2 separate regions of the Ovis aries genome follow, and region 2 is linked to region 1. Evidence: chromatin contacts called from public Hi-C data. All regions are on one chromosome and are shown on one strand. The core of a region is the stretch at or near the end of the contact, and the rest is flanking DNA. Distances in the headings are between cores, read along the strand shown. Region 1 overlaps LOC121816951 (a long non-coding RNA gene). Region 2 holds the start of MED13L (mediator complex subunit 13L).

The links. A called contact is a pair of places that touch in the nucleus more often than the background predicts.
Region 2: a Hi-C map of liver shows a contact between it and region 1, with 1.9 times the contacts expected there. The contact joins the promoter of MED13L here to the enhancer-like site in region 1. A contact is called at or near these places in 2 of 16 Hi-C or Micro-C datasets (liver and muscle).

What each region holds. Positions count from the first base shown.
Region 1 is chr17:58,331,951-58,337,118 of ARS-UI_Ramb_v3.0, reverse strand. All of the region lies in intron 1 of LOC121816951 (a long non-coding RNA gene), which reads right to left. Among named protein-coding and RNA genes, the nearest start is that of SPRING1, 53 kb to the right of the region's middle. Within about 2 kb of position 1,553, at least 29 of the 54 cell types and tissues checked have an H3K27ac peak or open chromatin away from gene starts, as enhancers often do. A contact at or near this core is called in liver, where this site is marked.
Region 2 is chr17:58,646,634-58,651,889 of ARS-UI_Ramb_v3.0, reverse strand. It overlaps MED13L (mediator complex subunit 13L), which reads right to left and starts at 2,897. Exons shown (of 31, transcript XM_015101660.4): 1 at 2,634-2,897. The coding sequence starts at 2,705.

The sequences.
Region 1 (5,168 bases), core at 304-2,803:
AACACTTGCAAATAGTCCCAGGACTCTTCCTGACCTTTTAAACCCTCTGCCAGATGCCACAGCTCAGTTCGGACTCAGGAACCACCTGCGACAGTGGGACCTTGGGCTCCCCTTGTTCACCCCATTCCCCAGAGGCAGCGATGACACAACTTTAGAGTCCCAAGATTTTCACCAGACTCACCCCACCTCCGACCCCTGGGAGACCAGATTTAACTCACTTGAAATCAAAGTTTCTTTATATGTCTTTTGGCAGGGGATGGGGGCGAGTGGGTGTGGGAACCCTAAAGGAGATGTTCTAATGAACTTATTTTCCTTCATTTAAGGGTAGGGAGATTTTAGGTCATTTTAAATATTCCTTCTCCGTTTTACTAAAGCTTTGTTTGTTTTCCCAGCAGATCTACTATGATAATTAACTAAGCTCCCTAGACTCCTCTCCCCAGGTGCCACTAGTCATAAAGAACCTGCTTCTCAAGGCAGGAGACATAAGACGCGGGTTCGATCCCTGAGTTGGGAAGATGCCCTGGAGAAGGGAATGGCAACCCACTCCAGTATTCTTGACTGGAAAATCCCAAGAACAGAGGAGCCTGGCTGGCTACAGTCCAGTCACAAAGAGTCGGACAAGATTGAAGCGACTTAGCACACACAGACTTCTCGTGAGAGGGACGTGGTTTTACTAGGCCGTGAACCCCTTGTGGATATTCATGGCTTTTGATCCTTTTTTAAAAGATTGAAAATCGTTGGTATAGAAGCAGCAGCAGAATCTCCGTAAGCAAAAGGCTTGTGTTCAAATCCCAGCTCCACACCTTCAAAATGAAGTAACTCTGGGCAGGCTATTTATGTCATGTTGGAAGATCTGTAGAGGGCTGTTGAAGGGTGTTTCTACATGGAAGCCCTCCTGGGCTACCAGGTCAGAGGGCACTCATGTTCTTCGGAAACTCCAGCCCAATGCCCTTAGGCAGTGGCATCTGCTCTCTTCACCCACAAGTGCAGGTGAGTCTGTCCTACAGACGAGGAAACAGGCCAAGGGAGGTTACCGAACATCCCTGATAATGATAGAGAGGGGCTGAATCTTGCAAGCAGAAGGGAAGAGGAAAAGAAAAAAAAAAATCCAAACCCCAAATCATGCTTCTTTGTTCGCCTTCTGGAACTCAGACTCCCGACTTGCCAGAGCGAGCATTGCGTTGAGTCCTGGAATGTTTTTCGAGACGAAGATAGCTTCCCCATCCTGTCGTGTTTTTCACTCTCCCCTGACTCCCACCTGCTTGTTGCTGTCTGCTGGTGTCACACCTTCTGCACACTCGGAGCTCAGAGCTGAGCCGGGCTGGGTGAAACCGGGGCTCCATCTGCCCGCGTGCTTGCTGGGGGGTGTCTGAAGGTAACTTTGTGCCGGCACCCTTTGCCAGGAGGCTGAGAAGCCTTCTGCAGTGCCACCCGGCTCCCATCCACTCTCGGCAGAAGAAGTCGGTACCAAATCCAGCCCCTGGTGCCACTCAGCCAGATGGCAGGGGAAGCAAAACAAAAGTGACCTTGTTAGCAGACTGTGTCTTCCCCGGGAGAAGCTATTTTTGTTGTGGTTGTGAACTGAAGTTGTCTCGGCTGAGTTCTCCTTCCCTGCAAGGCTGTGGAATGTTAATTTGTTCCAAAGTTCAGTATTTTGATTAGAACCAGGAGTGCCAGATTTTGTCAGAAATATTTTGGAATGGGGTAGGCTCATGCGCGCTCACTCTTGCCGGCTCGCTCTCTCCCTCTCCCTCTCTCTCTTGGCCGCTGTACAAAGTAAATGTTGCTGCAGCAGCTGCTCTGGGGCAACAGCCCAGCACAAATCGGAGCTGAGGGGTGAACCCGCTCCTCCCTGCATGCGGCCATGACCTCATCGCCACAGAGGCACCAGGACTGGGGACAGACGTGAGACCATACTATCAGGACACACCCTCGGTTCGTGTGGAAATTGCCGAGAGCCCGACCCAGAGCCTGAAACACAGTAAAGAAATGTGTGCTGGAGGAAAACATGAGCTCCTCCAAGGCTCAAGGCCGGCAGAATTTCTGTAGCCAAGAGGTCACATTCAATGTTTGAATTCACATCAAAGGTTTTGGACTCCCAAAACCCTCCAGGTCTTTATCTTTGGTTCTTTTCCCCGACCATCTTCACTTCTCTCTCTCTTATGAGTTATGAACCCAAGTCCTGTACAAGTATATTCTGTATTGCAGAATAAACACAGATAAGATGAAAGTGCCCACCAACCTCCAGCCCCAGTCTTAGCCTGTAGGCCTTTTTGGGACGTAATGAGGTGCAGGCCCTTCGCCACTGCCTCATGGTGATTTGATTGTATCAAACCTATTACTTGTCGTCAGTCTGGTGGATGAAAATCGGCTTTTGATTTTGGATTTGATTTTTTTGTTTGTTTGTTTTATAGCATAAGAGTAGTTAAAAGCATGGACTTTGAACCCAGCTTCCCTGTGATCTGATCCTAGCCTAGTAGTAGAAGTAGCAGCAACAGCAGCTGTGTGGACAGGTTACTCAACCTGGCTGAGAGTCCATTTCCTCGTGTGTGGGATAGGAAGGTTTCAGTGTTTAGTTCCAGGGGGTTTGGGGGTGTTGAATGGACTTACACAAGCAGAGTATTCAGATCGGGCTGGCCCGTGCAGCACCCTGGGTTGGGGGGTGGGGGCGGTTATCATCAGCACCATGATCTCCCTGGTCACACATACCCCCGGCCCCACACCATCCCTTTCAATTTTGGGCTCAACGATTTCCTAGGTCTCCCAGGTTCCGCACCACACAGAACTTTGGAGCAGGGATTTCTGGGCTTTTGTTCCAGCCTCCATGCGAAGAGAGAACAAATACTTGGGGAGGAGCAACTTTCCTGCTTCTTCCAGCTGGGACAACGAAAGTCTCACGGAGGCAGCCAGGATGAGCATCCTACAGGACAGCTCCCCTCTCCCTCTCCAGGGCCTGCGCTGACCCCGAGGGCAGCAGTTGAGGAGGATTCCAAAGTACAGTAGGGATGCTGACAGGGAGCCCATGCTCTGCTGCGAACATAAGGGAGTGGTGGTGCCTGCTCTTTCCTGTTCCTGCTGCCCCCGCTCACCTCCCGCCCTTTCTACCCCGCCACCAACCACCACTGGTTTGCCTGCCATCAGTGAGAGGAAGGGATAAAAGCTCTGCTGAACCCAGGGTGCTCAGGCTTTGCTTCTGGGACCGTTTGTAGATCCTACCTCCACTTGATCTACAGTTTCCTGGGTACGGTCATCTCCAGCAGACAAAGCTGGACGCCCTGGCCACTCCCTCATCCACACTGTGGCCAATGTGGAGGCTTGGTGGGACCCTTGAGTGGGTGTTCACAGCAACACAGCCCCCAGACAATAACCGTTTAGAAGCACTAGTAGGCCTGCAGTGAAGACCAGCTCTTTGAGATGCCTGTGTACTCCAGGCCTTGGATCGATCCTTGGAAGGGAGGAGCAGGTGTGCGTGCTATATACACAGAGGCGGGCGCTGCAGTTCCAGGCTGAGGCTCCTCAGGAGCCCGGCCAGCTCCGCTCTCCCTCTCATTTCCCTCTGCAGGGCCAGGGAACCGTGGGGGTGCTGCAGGCTGACATCTGCTGCTACACACACCTGTGCTAGATGCCTTCCATGCAGACCAACTGTCTGTCCTTCTTCCTCTCTTCCCTCCAGCAGCTCTTCCTCCCTTTTCCCCCAAGGGGGCCTTTCAAATGGGTGTGCAAACTGCAGGCAGATGCTCAGGGTGCTTCCTGGACTGTCCAGGTACAGGGCAGCCAGCACTTCATCCTCGGCACCTGGGCAGCCAGGTCCCGAGCCTCCGGAGAGCTCACAGGTGGGTGAGCTCACCTGTGAGCTTTGGGAAAACCCAGTAGGAACAAAGTACACGCTAGTCAAGCAGATCCAATGGGCAAAGTGTCTCTACCCTGCACGGTGACACTTCTCGTCGGTTTGAAGATTTCTGTCCTCCGTTGGCTCTAAGTTGACAACCAGAAGAAGAGGGGCACATATATTGGATCACCCGGAGTGTTTTCTTCCTCATTTACTTCTTTTTATTATTTTTGGTTGTGCTGGGGCTTTGTTGCTGTGTGCAGCCTTACAGACTCTGGGTACGTGGGCTTCAGTAGTCGCAGCAAGTGGGCTCAGTGGTTGCGGCATATGGGCTTAGTTGCTCCTCAGCATGTGGAATCTTCCCGGACCAGGGGTCAAACCCATGACCCTTGCATTGAGAGGTGGATTTTTATCTACTGTACCACCAGGTATGTCCTCACCTGGAGCTTTTTCCAGATTCACCTGGCCAGTCTGCACACCTCCCACTCCCAGGCAAACTGGGGAGAGGAGTTAGTTGAAAGATGTCCCTAGGGCCAAGGTAATACTAACAGACCCCTTCTCTACCACCACCACTGCTATCCTTGTGCGTTTAAGCTCTGATTTAAAAATCAGTAGTTACTGACACAATGGGGGAAAGGATGGTCTTTTCAACAAACGGTGGTGAGAAAACTGGATATCCATAAGCAAAAGAATGAAGCTAAAGAGGTATCTAAACGTGGGATGTCTCAGAGTCTTTAAATGCCAAAGTGCATGGTCAGTCTTGAAATGGGTAAAGAGGATGCAGATAGTCCTCAAAACCATTTGACATCGGGGTCCTTCTGGATCCCCCTCTTTGAGGAGGATTTTTATAATATGTGCCAGTAGATGCTGAACCAAAAGATTTTGCTTAGAGTAAGAAGAATTCATCCTGCCTGGGATTAGAGAGAGCCGGAGGGCAGCATGCGGAGTTAAAGAGGTTCCTCCCATCCTTTCATTCATTCACTCAGCACACACTGTTAAACACACGCTAAGAGTTGGGCCTTTTGACACACACTGAAGATATGGAGATGGATGAGAAATGGGCCCCCCTCACCCTCACACAGGAAAATCTGAATAGCAGGGCTCCCTGCTGCCCCACCGAGAGAACTTAGCCCAAATAGTACAAGTTATGGGCTCAACTATTTGAACCTGACAGGGAATGGGGAAGGGGACAGGCAGGGAGGTGAAATGGGAAATTATCATAAAGGCCCAAGAAACAGATGATGAGGGCCTGAGTGGCAGAAGGAGAGTGGGATCCAAGAAACATTAGATTTGTCCTGTCAACCAACAGGTGACTCTTGAAGGCTGTTTTATTCTGGGC
Region 2 (5,256 bases), core at 1,648-4,147, 310 kb before region 1:
CTAGCTTACATTTCAATCCACATTAATAAGAGTATTTAGGTAAAGTCTCTATAAGCAATACTTTGCTCAAAAAAACTACAGGTTAAAAAGAAAACTATACGCTAATATTATGTACTAAGAGTTTTTATAATACATGCTTTATTCTGAACAGGTGATGATTTTATCTCCTTTGGAATTAATTATTCTATACAATGTATTTTAGGCAACATATTTTTGATATTCCAGGTTGCTGCTGTATCTGATTTTCAAGAAAATGCTCAATTTGGAGCAAGAAAAATTTACAGTATCAGTAGCTCTTTAACGGATTTGCAGTTTTTTAATAACCGGCTATCCAACCTCCATCTATAAGAGAACACAGACATTACACAGTTCTTCAAAAAAGAAAAAAGCATTTCTGCATTTCAAAGTTGCTACCTAAAGAATAATTCTGTTTAAAAAAACTATACTCAAAAATGAATTCCTGGTTTAAGCACAAACCTTTAGAAAGTCAGAAAGCACAGAATCCTCTCCTACAAATTTTTTCTCCAAAACAATATTAAACATCTTTAGAAACATTATCATTCTTAAGCTTTTTAAAAAAATTAAAAAAGGATAAAAAAAGAAATGATATATACTGAAGACTGGCTACACATGTATTTTCACTCCTACATGAAAGGTACTGTATACAAAATAGCCACATATATACAAGCCATTATCAGTCAGCATGATATATGGTAATTTGGGGGAATCTCTCCTCACTAATACTGATCTACTTGGTTATTTTAATTTCCTGATAAAGTGTCAACTCGGTCACCAGTCACCAAACAAAAACCATTTAAATACCCCTTAGTCAATGTTTGCTACCCTATGGAAGTCCCTGAGAATCTGAGTGACACTAAATGAAAGACTGAGAGAAGAAAAGAGGAGGCAAGGGGAAGTTATCACAGGACTGAAAGGGAGAATCACAACTTGTAACTGAATTTTAAGATTAAATATCCGAATAAAAATGTTGGGAGGAAAAAAACTGACCTGCTATTACTACAGTAAAAGCATAGATACTATGTCACTCGGTCTCAGTAGGTAAAAATCGCTTGTCTTCATTTTTTAAAATCTGCATAATGAAATATATTTAATAAAGCTTCTATTTAAAAAGTTGGCAAGAATTTGTATTTCTCCACTAGTCTCAAAAGGAAAAAAAAAAGCATCTATGCTACCCTTAATTAAATGTAACTAATTACAATTTGAACACTAAATTATGTACCCAGTGTAAACAAAGATTAAGAGGAAATAAAGCTCTATGTACAGCAGAGGTTACGGAAAACAATTTCCAAAATGCATGTTCTCTAAAGGCAGTCCCCCAAAAAGGGTACACCACTTAAACAAAGTTGGGTTTTTTTAAAGTCTAAATTAAACAAACCGTTCAGCCAATTTTCCAATTATATTCCACGCTTGAAACATAATTGCCTTACATCTGTTTACAAATCTTTGCTCAATATTTAAACAAATTCGTAGTCTCCCGGGCACATAGCTATACATACAGTTACTCATGCACAAAGCACATATTTAAAGACCACGCACTGCAATTATTAGTCTAAACGCCAGGTTTAACAACGTGAATGTTTTCAGAGCTAGGTAATACGACCCAATAAAAAAAAGCAAAGATGGCATTTACCACCAAATGTCACTGCCACCGCCAGGAAAGAGTTTCTGGAACCCTATACATTTTTAATTTCGATGAATCTAGACGCCGTCGTCGGATGCCAGGCTTCCAGGAGAACAATTGACACCCTAACTGCTTCAAGATTAAGGCAGGCGATTCAAATCCGAAGGAAAAGTTGTCAATTATCAGAGAGAGAGCGCGAGAGAGGCGAAGACAGATAAAAGCGATGTTATCAAACCGCCCAGCTTGTTGCTTTGTGTGTGTGTGTGTGTGTGTGTGTGTGTGTGTGGATTCGTTGTGAGCAGAGAGAAAACAGTTTTTAAAAGACACAGGAGGAGAGAAAGAAAAAAAGCTTTCTCCACCTTCCGTCGGCTCGGTGCAATGGCTTTAAGGCTCTCCAGCGTAGTAAGCCCCGAGAGGCAGGCGGCTGTCGATGTTTACAATCGCCGGAGCTTCGGGTGCAAGAGTCCTTTACTGACACAATCGCATTCAATCAACTGTTTTCGGGCGAAATTGCAGGTGTCATTATGGAATTTTTTAAAAAATTCAAAAGGCGGGCGGGCGGGCGGGCAGCCGATCCGACACAAGGGGGAAAAAAAGCTGCTTATCGCAGGCGCGGGCAACACAAGGCAAAAGCCTTCCACATTTAAGGGGGGAAAAGAGGGGGAAAGGGAGGGGAAGGGGAGTGCGACTGCAACAGAGGGTGGGCGTTCGAAGTGCGACCCAGAATCCGCAGCTTTGAGACTTCCACATGCAAATTCCACGCCGAGCGCCGCGCTCACAAATGATTTTTAAAGAGCCAAATAAACACTGGATGGGATCCAAGGCGAAGGAGAGACGATCCAAAAGGGGGAGAATCGGCAAGAGGCGAACGGCGGGGAGAGGCGAGGGAGGGGCGAAGTCCCGGCGGCGGGAGGAGAAAGTTGGTCGGTGGCGGAGGTCGACCCCCCCCCACCCCACGGCACAGCCCCCTCCCCGCAGCCCGGCTACTCACCAGCGAGAAGAGGTTGGAGTGACAATCCTCCAGGCTCGCCCCGTTCGCCACCCAGTTCGCTGCCGCAGTCATGATCCTCCGCGAGCCCGGCCGCCAGAGCGGGGCATGTCGGAGCGAGGCGTCCGAGGCGAGGCCGGGCCGGGCGGCGGCGCCTCGCCGGGGAGCGTGGGGCGGCCCGGCCGCCGCCGCCGCCGGGGGAGGGCGCGAGGGCCGGCGGGCGGGCGAGAGGCGCCGCGGCGACGCCGCGCCGGGGGCGGCGGGCCCGGGCCGGCGGGGGGGTCCGCGGCGGCCGCGCGGCTCCTTCCTGCTCGGGCGGCGGCGGCGGCTGCTCCCGCGGCGGCGGCTGCTCCCGCGGCGGCGGGGGGCGCTGTCCGCGCGGCCCGGCGCCCTCCCCGCCTCTCAGGGCCGCCGCTGCCTCCCGGGCCGGCGCTGCGGGCCGACCGCCGCCTCCGCCTTCCCTGTTCCTCAGCCGCCGCCGCCGCCGCCTTGTTTATCTCCAGCCACCGACTCCCCCTCAGCCCCCGCCGGCGCGTGAGGGGAGGCGAGCCCTAGAGTCGCCGCCGCCGCTTCGGAGCCGCCGCCGCCGCGGAGCGCGAACTCGCGAAGGGGGGGGTGCGGACGAAGCCAGCGGGCGACCCCGGCAGCCGAGCGACGTCCCCTCCTTCCTCTTCCTCCCCCACCCCCCCCTCCTCCCCAGTCAGCCTCGCTTCTCCTCCCTCCCTGGGCTCGCTCGCTCTGACAGCAATGGCGGCCGCCGACCGCGGCTCGGCCCGCCATTGGCTGGCGCCTTGTCACGTGACGGGCGCCGGCCGCACGGGGGGGGACTGGAGGAGGCGGGGGAGGGGCCGGAGCGGCGGCCGCGACTGTTCGCTGGCGGCGCTGCTGAGCCGAGAGCGGCTGGATTCTCCGGCGGAGAGAGGGAGGGAGACGGAGACAGAGGGAGAGAAAGAAGTGCGGGCGGCGCGGCTCCGAGGCGGGCGGGCGGGCAGTCAGCCGCTGAGCCGGCCGCCCCGCGCCCCGCCCCCTCGGGTGCACGAATCTTTGCTGGGCGCGACCGCGAGCCACGGGAACGCCGGTGGCAGTGGTTGTGGAGGGCTTGGGGCTCCTTGCCTGTGCCCTCGATCGCCCCTGCCGGCTGGGTGGCAGAGGCCCGCCATGGGCCAGACAGCAGATCCAAGTGCTTCGGGGTGTCTCCTCGAGGTCTCACTCCGTGGTCCGCGTTTTGCAGATGAGAAAACTGAAGCACAAAGAGGTTAAGACACTTACCCGAGGTCGCTCACCTAGGAAGAGGAGGGGATGGGATTCGAACCCTTGTATTCAGGCACACAGCGAAGCGGAGCTCTTGCATCAAGATTTTAAAGCCTAGGCCAGGAAGTGCTTACTGTGTACCACGCACTATGCTCTGAATCCAGAAATGCCTTTTTAATCCCTTACTCGTAGGCGCTGTGCGCATGCATGCATGCGTTGCAGAAATGCTTTCTGACCTCTTGCTTTGTGCCAGGATATAAATATATGTATTTTTTAAACTACCAGACACTACTGGGCTGGATTTGGAGCAGACCTTCCCGCCTGGCTCCATTCAGTCAATAACCAACATTTCCCAAGCATAACAGTGTGGGAGTCCAGAGAAATGCCAGTATGAGGAGGCTCTCTGTCAGACCTCAGAGCTCATGCTCCCCTCGAAGGTGGGAAGGAGATAACTTCTTCATTAACAAGCCCGCAAACGTGGAAAAGCCAGGTGGATTGGATTAAAACAGGGACGAATGGAAAACAAGAAAGAAGCAATGTAATAAAAGGAGAACAGTATTAGATATATGAATTGAGCTTTGGAATTACCACAAATTACTGCTAAAGCAAAACTCAGGAGCAGCATGTTATAATATGCATTATGATTGACACTATGTTACAACGAATGTACCCACATTATTTCACATAGTCCTCAGAACAACCGCATTAAGATACTGTTTTTATCCTTAGACTGTAAGTCAAAGCTCAGAAGTGCAGTGACATCTCCAAGCTCTCCAGTTAGTGAACGGCTCAAGCCCAGGTGTATCTGGCTTCAGAGCCCAAGCCTGAGTCCAGAAGGTTCTGTCAACAAGTGCCTATAGATGACTCTGGCACCCATGGTTGTATTACCTTGACCACCATGGTTTAACTCTCTGAGCCTCATTTCCCAGTCTATCAGAAAGAGGTCCCAGTTGCTGACCCACTGACTTCAGACCAATTTCATGCATTTCTATTAAGACGTATTGATGAAAATGTTTGGGGGAAAAAGAGCACTTTATCAACATGCATGATGTTACTTGCGCCTGAGCAATCAGAGTGATGGTCTATCATATCCAGGTGTGTTTCTATCCCAGGAGGCTTTCATCTCACATAACTGGTCAACAAATTCTCATTCTTCGGTTTGTTTTTAAGTCTCTCAAAGCAACCTAATCAAAAAATTATAAAAGGACATGGACAGTTTACAGAGTAGGAAAGACATATTGCTCTTAAATATATAAAAAGATGTTCAGCCTCACTTGTTGCAATGGACAGAATGTTTGTGTTTCCCTAAAATTAATCTGCTGAAATTTTCATTCCAAGTGTGATGGTATGTGGAGATAGAGCTTTTGGCAGGTAA